Regions from separate parts of the Danio rerio genome. Here regions 1 and 3 are each linked to region 2. Evidence: chromatin contacts called from public Hi-C data. All regions are on one chromosome and are shown on one strand. Each heading gives the region's core, a stretch centred on a gene start, on an enhancer-like site or on the middle of the called end of the contact. The rest is flanking DNA. Distances are from core to core; before and after follow the strand shown.

Region 1 (3,129 bases), core at 184-2,683, 47 kb after region 2:
CTAAAGTCAATGGCTGTTTTTTTCTCAGCATTCTTCAGTATATCTGCTTTTGTGGTCAGCAGAAGAAACAAACTCAAACAGGTTTGGAGCAAGTCGATGAGTAAATGATGACAGAATTGACATGTTTTGGAGATCTATCCCTAAATGAAATCTGAAGAAACAAACAAATTGTGTGTCTGCTTATCTGAACCCCCCACAAATCCACCTGTCCTCTAGCAGGTGTCAGCTGTCCATAGTTAAACACTCACTTTTGGGGGGTTTCTGAACTAAAACTCTGAGAATCGGCACTAAAGTTTATGAGCCGCAAGTATTGAAAAGACACAATGAGGACAAAAACGTTTAGGACTGTTTAAGACCATTCATTCATTCAATTATTCAGCGACTTAGTCCCTTTATTAATCAGGGGTCGGCACAGCAAAACTCCTCATAAAAGACAACATCCGCCATTCTCCAATTCTTGTACTGCTCTCCTGACAAAAATGCTTGCAGCACACAAACAGCATGGCTGTATCGACCCTGACAGGATCGTGGTGGGTCCATGCATGCGGTCTCACCCAGTCATCAACGTGTCTCACAGCTTGGCACTGGCAGGTCTGCCTTGCCTTCGGAAAGCATGTGCAGTCATGAATAATTAGGAAGCCGGCTCTCTCATAGGATAAGTAAACTCAGCTATGAATAATAATGAGAAACCGACGCGTCATCTTTGCACTTGCAGTTTTGTGCTACGTCACCGATTTTGATTCGCCCCAAAAATCATTTTAAACCCGGAAGCTGAAATTAGCTGATAAAAGCTCAAAAGTTTTCCCCACAATTAAAGCTGACAGGTGCTAACATTGTCTTCACTGATGCTCAACACACAAAAATCTGTTAAAATCTCAATAAAAGTACTCGAGGGTTTCATGAACCTTTAACGATTAGTCCAGAGCACTTGTAGATCTATGACATGTTTCAAGTGCTATAAGCTACGATGCCTCTGTGAAACAGACTGTCATATTAAGATGAGTCGCACAATAATTTTTACGATCTACTCAGCCTTACTATGCTTTAGGGAAAAGAAACCCACAATGTTAATACTCCATTGAATCACAGATGCAAAAATGATCTGGGCACAGTTTTGACAGCAGAAAAAACTAAGGCCAAATGGTGTATACAGAACTCTGCAACAACAGGAGAGTGAATGCATGCATGTGCACCGCAGCTCCATACAGAGACATTCATAAAACATGTGGCCTGTGATATACGTCCAATGAAAAGCCTGTTTTCCTGCATGAAGTGCTGAGTTTAATCTCAGTGTTGTGACAGGGAGCGGGCTCTTTTGTGCAGCGTGGACGGCTGTAAATCCTGCGGCACAAAAGCCCAGCTCTGCTTTATAACTGATGGGGGTGGAGGATCGGAACAATGAGGATGTCAGAGCATCGGGACATCACTGCATTCTTTCTCAGGCATTCGCTCCTGCCTGTGACGCAGGGGATTGTGGGGGATCCCCCCTTTTGTTGCTGTTTAGAGCAGTAAAACGCATCTCTCACTTCAGGATACTTGAGTCCAACGAGAAGCAGTTATAAAAGTGTGTGCAGGCATTCGAGTGAGCTGTTAGCAAGACATGCGCTGAATACAGTCCGAATAATTATCACATGTGATCATCGTGGGCTTCTTATCTGCCGCTGTTCACAGAATTCCATGCATGCTCTGAGTCTGATGCAAAGGCATGTGTTAAAGCAGAGTTTATTAGGGGTTAAGCTCTATCAACCGCATGTGTGGAATATTATAGATAACCACTGAGAAATATTTAGACCTGCCCTCCATGTTTAAATAAAAAAAGCAGAAAGTTCACAGTTTATAGTTGCTGTCTTTGTGTACTTAAATAATAAATAAATAAATAAATAAATAAATAAATAAATAAATAAATAAATAAATAAATAAATAAATAAATAAATAAATACCAATAATTGCACAATAAATAAATCCTGAGTTGTCATAACCCAGCTGTTGGGTCAAAACTTTGGGTTAATTTTTTTAAATTAATTTAATAGGCTCATTCTGAAAATAAAGCCCTGTATACGTTTCTGGAGATCGCTAATTATGTAGCCAGAAGTACGTACGGCTGCATTTCATTTTTGAAGTGAACAATATGGGGCGGTATAACGCCATTCCTTTTCTCACTTACAGCTGACCACTTACCTCCATACGGATGGCTTTACCGCTGTTACGAGTTTGTCCAATTAGCTCACCATGTACATCGGTGGACTTGAGACACAGAGAGGAGTTGACCATGACAACGGGGTTTGAGTCTGGAACAGTTCCAGAAAGCGGGCAAGACAAAAACAGAAGCCAAAAAACAACGTTTACATGAGAACAACACAATTTGAGATCTCAAAATGCGTAGACAGGGGCCTCTGGTGGATTCGCAAAAACAAAAACTGCAAAAAAAAAAAACGTAGCTGCTGGGATGTATTTTGCTCTCTCCAGAAAAGTACATAGCGGTACAAAATCAAAATAAGCCTAAGTTGGACAATTTTGTTCTCTTTATCTCATTGAATCAAATTTCTTCTTTATTTGCAAATGTTTTATGCAAGATTTTAGCTTTGCGCACAAATATAATTCACATCTTTCAGTGTAAACATAGCAAGTGGATTGAACTTCCACACTGCAGATTCAATGCAGCTATTTTAGCTAGCATGAAGACAACATGACTATCTAAATGCTACCAAAATGCTACTTAGTTGAACGTACCAGTGAGTACATTTTAAGTTTGACATCAAATGTTTTAGCCTTTAACTCAATGTTACTTTAATCGCAAATGTTTTATGTGGAGTTTGCATGTTCTCCCTGTGTTGGCATGGGTTTCCTCCAGGTTTTCCTCCAGGTTTTCCTCCAGTTTCCCTCACAGTCCAAACACATGCACTATAGATGAATATGACTAAGTTTGTTTTTTTTTACTTTTATCCTTTTTTATTTATTTATTTTTTTTTTTAGAAAACAATGTTTTGTTAACGTTAAACAGATAAATAAGTCATTTTCTTTTGTATGACACCATATATTAACCAAACATACTTCCTCTATCTTACTGTGCTGCATACTTCTAAAGCCTGATTTATACTTCTGCGTCAGGTGACCGGCGTAACCCATGGC
Region 2 (3,499 bases), core at 409-2,908:
AGAGAAATAAATGACAGAAAAAGGAATTAAAAACAGACAATATCTCTAAAAATTATAATAATTACAAGATTAAAACTTGTAGATTGTTTAAATAAAGCAAATGCATTGACTAATCATTATTGATAACGTACATATATTCAGACCAGTTATTTCATCCTCTGAGTATATAGTAAAGTTTTTCTGTGTCGTCTAGATTAAATAAATGAATTATTTAATGTTTCTCTCACTCTCGTGTCAGTGCGTGTGCAGTCAGCTGTGAAACCAAGCGAGAGTAGCCTTAAGTAAAAGGCTTAAGTAACGCAAAAACGCATACAATTAATCACAGCTTTAGAAAGCAAAGGTTGAATCCCGGGCATTTTAGGAGATTTAGATTTATTCAAATTTTTTATATCCCAAAAAGGAGCGTCTCTTTGGATCTGCAGAGGACGTGAGACTGTCTGTGGGAGTGTTGACAGGTCTCGCGCACGCACAACGAAACGGTTAAACGAGAGAAGATTTTTCACTACTTAATCGATCACAGATGTTTGGTTATAGTGGAAAGATACAAAGACAGTGTAAAAAAATGTTACTATAGTAAAAAAAAAAAGTGCCACTAAATATACTTGGTGTATATTATATGCTTGTATTTATACCCATGTTTAAATCCTAAAGCTTTTTGAGATCAGATAGATTCTAATTGATTGAAAAACTTTAATCATTTACTGACTGAACAAACATCTTGAAATTGATTTTGATCATCACAGATCTCATTATAGTTATGGTCTGTGGTGTGAATAGACCTTAAGATAAAATCATATTAAACTAATAGATGATGAGAGCACTCACTGATCTTGGGGTTGTAGGTTGCGGGGTTTGCTCTATAGGAGAAACACGCTTCCACTGTCAAGCTGTAAAGAAACACACGTTAATATCTAAACATGGTACACTTATGATGTCTAGCACAGATATACAGTTGCAGTTATGCAGTTTCTTTTTCAAATATTTCCCAAATTATATTTAACAGAGTGAGGAAATTTTCACAGTATTTCATATAATATTTTTTCTTCTGGAGAAAGTCTTTTTTTTTCAGTTTTAAAATGTTTAAAACCATGGTAAGGTCAATATTATTAGCCAATATTAGTCAATATCTGTTTTCGATTAAACTATTATGTTTAGAAATGTGTTGAATAGATCGTCTGTCTGTTAAACAGAAATTGGGGAAAAAATATACAGGGGGGCTAATAATTCTGACTTCAACTGTAAGTAATGTGTGTTTAAGCAGTTCCCCACCAAATACTGTTGCCACATGTTTTCTTCGTCAAGTCAATTTCCTTCGGTGTCACCTTGATGTCTTTCTTGATGCTGATAACATTTTTGGACCTGCAAAGAAGACGGAAGTTACTACAGGGGGGGGCTTTTATTATGCCACAGTCCACCACTTCCTGTTCTTCAGCTTTTGATCATGCGGAGAAGGAGCAGCTCTGTTTTATCAGACTAAATACATTTCAGGCATCAGTTATAATGCTGCTCTGTGCAGTTGAATAAAACACACAACACATTAAAGCCTTGCTGCTGTTTTCTAGAAAACCAAACCAGAAATGGTGGGTGTGTGACGTTGTTAGCATGAACACACAGCACACGCTTCGTCTCACTAGTTAAAATTGATAATTTCTATGGATTTGAACATCCTTCAAAACAATTAGGACAATGCAAGTACATAAGTCAGCAAAACATAGCACTCTTCTAGCGGTTTTTGGATACTCTTTAATGAAACAATCGTACATATTGTACGTTTAGCATGAACATTTAGCATTTTGGTACCTGTATATGAAAACTGTGTCAGAAAGTGACCCCACGGCCAGATCAGGGTACGAGTTGTGATCCAGGTCCATATTTCCAGCAAGGGAATATCCAAACATCTTAGTGTTGTGTTGTTTGCCTTCCAGTATCTGAAAGATAATGTTAGATATTTGCATGAAACTGGCAATCACACTCAAACAAATGAATTTTGCTGTGTTGTTAAAATTTCTCATTTAAAATGAGTTAAATCGACAGAATTCTTACGTTTTTTGAGGGGACAATGTAATAGTTTTATGTTCAATCCACTTAAATTTGTAAAACTGACTAAATTAATTTGACGTATTTGTGTTAGGATGGTATTAAAGGGATATTTCACTCAGAAATTTTTATTGTCATCATTTCCTCATCCTTCATGTAGTTGAGTTTCTTTCTTCTGATGAACAGAAAACATGATATTTTAAGGAAAAAAGGCTTCTAGAAAATTCACTATGAAAGTTACCACACTGTAAAAAGCAATTAGTTGACTTTACTTAATAATTGTAAGAGTTTTCTCCCTTTTTTAAGTAAACAAACTACACTACCTGACAAAAGTCTTGTCGCCTATCCAAGATTTAGAAACAACAAATAATAACTAGACTTCTAGTCAGTGGCGCCCCCAGAAAATTTTCTTAGGGGTGGCCAAGTAAGGCCATAACAAATCTTGTGGTGGCACATAAAAAAATTATGAATTGTGTATATATTGTGAATAAGGAGTAATGTTATATTTTTGTTTTTGGTAAAAGAAATAATGACGTTTTAATGAATTCCAATAATTACTCTTGAAATAATGTAATTTATTCCGCAAGTACAAGTGCAAACCAAATAAAAATCAATATTTAGTCTAAAACCTCTATCAGGTAAGTTATTTCTTGTACAACATACAATATATGCCATGTCTAACATTGATGAATTATGAATAATGAATATGATTAAGGAATGAATTAATAAACCAAACAAAACCCAACAAAATTTTGAAAAGCAGATTTCAAAATGCATCTAGTTATTTATTTTGGATTTGTGGTTTTCAATCAGATGAAACACAACTTTCTCGTTTCAAAAATAATTTCTTAATAAAAAGTGTGCAATCTCAGTGAATCAGCTTCGTCAGTGGTGCTGATCAATCCACAATAATTTAGTGGCTGCATTTTATTTATTCATTTATTTATTGAAGTATTGTGAATTTAAGTAAATACATTTAAATTAATAATATCAGCAACTATCATATTGGGGTGGCCACAGGGGTGGCCAGAGTTTACACAAGGGTGGCCGTGGCCACCCCTGGCCACCCCTTGGGGGCGCCCCTGCTTCTAGTTGATCATTTGGCATTAGAGGTGGCTTATATAAGAGGCAAAGGCCTCTAGATTATGCTTATTTGACCAAAATAAAACATGATCATGCCTTGATTTTTAATGATTTAATTAGGACAGTAAAGGTCTGACTTTATTTAGACTAAAGTCTCATCACTGAACAGAAATAATGTCCAGTATAGAATATAAAGTCCTGCTGCAGTGGAGACAGAATGAATATTGTGTCTGACTCCATCATGAGCTCAGAGGACTGCATCCATACATCTCTGCAATGACTCAAATCACTGATTAATAAAGTCATCTGGAATGGCAAAGAAAGTGTTCTTGCAGGACTCCCAGAGTTCATCAAGATGCTTTAGATTCATCTTTAATGC
Region 3 (3,252 bases), core at 630-3,129, 64 kb after region 2:
CTGAAATCATAGAATATTTATCAAAATAAAGATTTTTTTATTTGTTTGTTTTATGTAGTTATGTATTCATTTATTTATTTATTTCAGTGCACGTGCTGTCCATTGTGTCTTGAATTAAAGTCGGAGATGTTTACTGAAATCATAGAATATTTATCAAAATACAGATTTATTTATTTGTTTGTTTTATTATTTATTTTTTTATCTATTTATTTATTTCAGTGCATGAGCAGTCCATTTTGTACTCTCAAATAAAGTCGGGGATATTTACTGAAATCATAGAATATTTATCAAAATAAAGATTTATTTATTTGTTTGTTTGCTTGCTTGCTTGTTTTATTTATTTATTTTTTTATTTATTTATTTAATTATTTATTTATTTATTTATTTCAATGCATAAGCTGTCCATTGTGTACTCTCAATTAAAGTCGGAGATATTTACTGAAATCATAGAATAATATTATTGAAATCAAGATTTATTTATTTTCGCCGACAGGTGTCGCAATAGGTCAAAGTGCCACACACAGCCTATCATAACTAGTTTTTCCTCACTGTTAAGAAACAAGTCTGCAAAAATAAAATAAAACGAGTCTAATTACTGAGTTTAAATCACTTTTCTATTTAAGGAAGAAACATGTGAACTTGATGTATATAATTTTAACACTGACTATAGTAATTTAGTATTCTTTGCTCGTTAAATGTTCTTCAAACGCAGTCAACTGTGATGCCTTGTTGATTAAAATGTTTGTTTATAAATCCGCTTAAGTTGGTAGACTGATTTACATATTTCAATTGTTTCCGAATATAGATGAGTGACCCTGGACCACAAAAATATACATAATTAACTGTATTTTTTTTTTAATTAAGATCATCTGAATAAAGTGGTTAGCATTGTGGCCTCATTAGCAGGTCGCTCCATGATTTGAGTCCTGGCTGGGTCAGTTGTCATTTCTGTGTGGAGTTTGCATGTTCTCCCCGTGTTTGCGTGGGTTTCCTCCGGGTGCTCCGGTTTCCCCCACAGTCCAAACACATGCGCTATAGGTGAATTGAATAAGCTAAATTGGCTGTTGTTTATGTGTGTGAATAAGTATGCATGGATGTTTACCAGTACTGGGTTGCAGCTGGAAGGGTATTCGCTGTGTAAAACATATGCTGGATAAGTTGGCAGTTCATTCCGCTGTGGTGACCCCTGATGAATAAAAGGAGTAAGCCAAAGGGAAATGAATTAATGAATGAACGAGTAGACTTTCTATTCGTGTGTTTTGTCAGAATCGAACAATATTTGGAAGAGATATGACCATGAGAAAATCTGTAATCTGAGTTATCAAAAAATCTGAATATTTAAACAAATTAGCAATGCATATTACTAATAAGAAATGATGTTTGGATATTTTACAGTATTAAATTTACAGAATATCTATATAAAACATGATCTTACTTAATATTCTGATGATTTTTGGCATAAAAGACCATCAAATACAAGTGCAACATTATGCAGCAAGTGCAAAAAGACCAGTTTTGTCATCCAACATTTTTATTACAGTGTATTTATTTTAATAGAAAGGGTTGATTTAAAGCAAAATGTATACCAACGCACACCGCAATAATGTAACATTTATATAAATATATAATATTTAAAGTATAATTAATAGACTGTTGAATTCATGATTGACCACGCATTAAAATGTTTGTCAATATTTTTTAAACAAGGTCACTGCGAAGTGTGTTTTCATTTAGCACGAAGCGTTGCAGTTTACCATCGCCACACATTTCATGAACATGCATATGCGAGCTGTATCCCGCATTCATTGGCTGCCTCGCGCGCACAAGTTCATCCTCCCCCATGACGCGCGATAAATGTCCGTCCTCCCGCATCTCTGCTGACAGACAATCACAGTTCTGCTTTGCGTCGCGGTTGTTTTCTTCCAAAGTGGAATAGTGCAACAGAACTCAGAAAGCCTACTTAGTTTTGCGCCTTTGAAGATTTTTTTTATGGCTTCACTCTGTCGTTGGACTTGCTTTTAAGTGTGCTTTTGCGGTATGAAAAACATGACTGGAGTTTTTGACAGCCTCAGTACAGATATGCATTCGAACCAGATTACCTCCAGCAGTTACCACAGTCTGCACAAGTCCCAGGAATCGCCGACTCTTCCGGTCTCCACCGCTACCGACAGCAGCTACTACAATAATAATAACCAGCAGTGCGCTGGCTCTCCGTACGGCCAGATCAGCTCTTACCAGTACCAGAACAACAGCATGAACAGCGTCCAGTACAACACTAAATCATACGAGCTGGGCTTCGGAAACGCTTTCGGCCCCTACGGCACCTACGGCTCCTGCTCCTCACCAACTCCTGCAGATGCTGGTAATGATCTATGTGGTTGATATTAACCAATATGAGTAATTATCGCTGTAATTAATTTAAAATCGCAAAGTTACTGTGTATTAACACAACTTATTAAGGTAAAGTTGGTTTTATATTTGCACATTCGTTCGGGGATGCCACCTATACTGTTTACTATGGTACTTCGGTCTTAACACGTAATTATGACTTCAAAACAACATTAGCACAATTTATTTGACTGTAATCATGATTGTACTTTTATAGTCATTGGTTCCTAATATGATTTAAAATTTGCAAACAATAATATTCTGAAATTATAGGCTCTTATTAATAAACTCCGATTGTGTGAATAGAAAACCAACTTTACCGCAAAACACAACTTGTAGTGTTTATTACAAAACATAAATCATTGCGTTTTTATATGCACTTTTCTATAGTATACTCTATTATGTGTGTATAATATAGGAAATCTAAATATTGTTTATTGCATCACATAGAGGTTTCATTATACATATATAAAATGTTTCCATTAGAGTTCAATTCATTTACCACATTTGTTTGTTGTCTCTCCCAGAAAAGGAAGAAAGCGAACCTGAAATCCGAATGGTCAATGGAAAGCCAAAGAAAGTCCGAAAACCTCGTACTATTTACTCGAGTTTCCAGCTGGCGGCCCTGCAGAGGAGGTTTCAGAAGACTCAGTATCTGGCCTTGCCGGAGAGAGCTGAGCTGGCCGCATCTCTGGGCCTCACGCAAACACAGGTACAAAAGCTTGATATACATCAAATATCGGCCATCATATAGTTTAATTATGAATTTATTTCTAAAGTGTTAATTGGTAATAATAATATCAACCTGTGATTATATTATATTAAGAACTATTAAACCATTAATCCTAAAGCCTACTTCTTATT

What was found. A called contact is a pair of places that touch in the nucleus more often than the background predicts.
Region 1: a Hi-C map of embryo shows a contact between it and region 2, with 2.2 times the contacts expected there. The contact joins two enhancer-like sites. A contact is called at or near these places in 4 of 18 Hi-C or Micro-C datasets (caudal fin and embryo).
Region 3: a Hi-C map of embryo shows a contact between it and region 2, with 2.3 times the contacts expected there. The contact joins the promoter of dlx2a here to the enhancer-like site in region 2. A contact is called at or near these places in 5 of 18 Hi-C or Micro-C datasets (caudal fin, embryo and an unstated tissue).

What each region holds. Positions count from the first base shown.
Region 1 is chr9:3,430,320-3,433,448 of GRCz12tu, reverse strand. No RefSeq gene overlaps it. Among named protein-coding and RNA genes, the nearest start is that of itga6a, 13 kb to the left of the region's middle. Within about 2 kb of position 1,433, at least 28 of the 62 cell types and tissues checked have an H3K27ac peak or open chromatin away from gene starts, as enhancers often do.
Region 2 is chr9:3,477,275-3,480,773 of GRCz12tu, reverse strand. itga6a (integrin, alpha 6a) reads right to left here. Exons shown (of 26, transcript XM_005167411.6): 9 at 1,801-1,928; 10 at 1,270-1,359; 11 at 826-887. Among named protein-coding and RNA genes, the nearest start is that of cybrd1, 33 kb to the left of the region's middle. Within about 2 kb of position 1,658, at least 5 of the 62 cell types and tissues checked have an H3K27ac peak or open chromatin away from gene starts, as enhancers often do.
Region 3 is chr9:3,414,172-3,417,423 of GRCz12tu, reverse strand. dlx2a (distal-less homeobox 2a) reads left to right here and starts at 1,879. Exons shown (of 3, transcript NM_131311.2): 1 at 1,879-2,362; 2 at 2,916-3,100. The coding sequence starts at 2,038.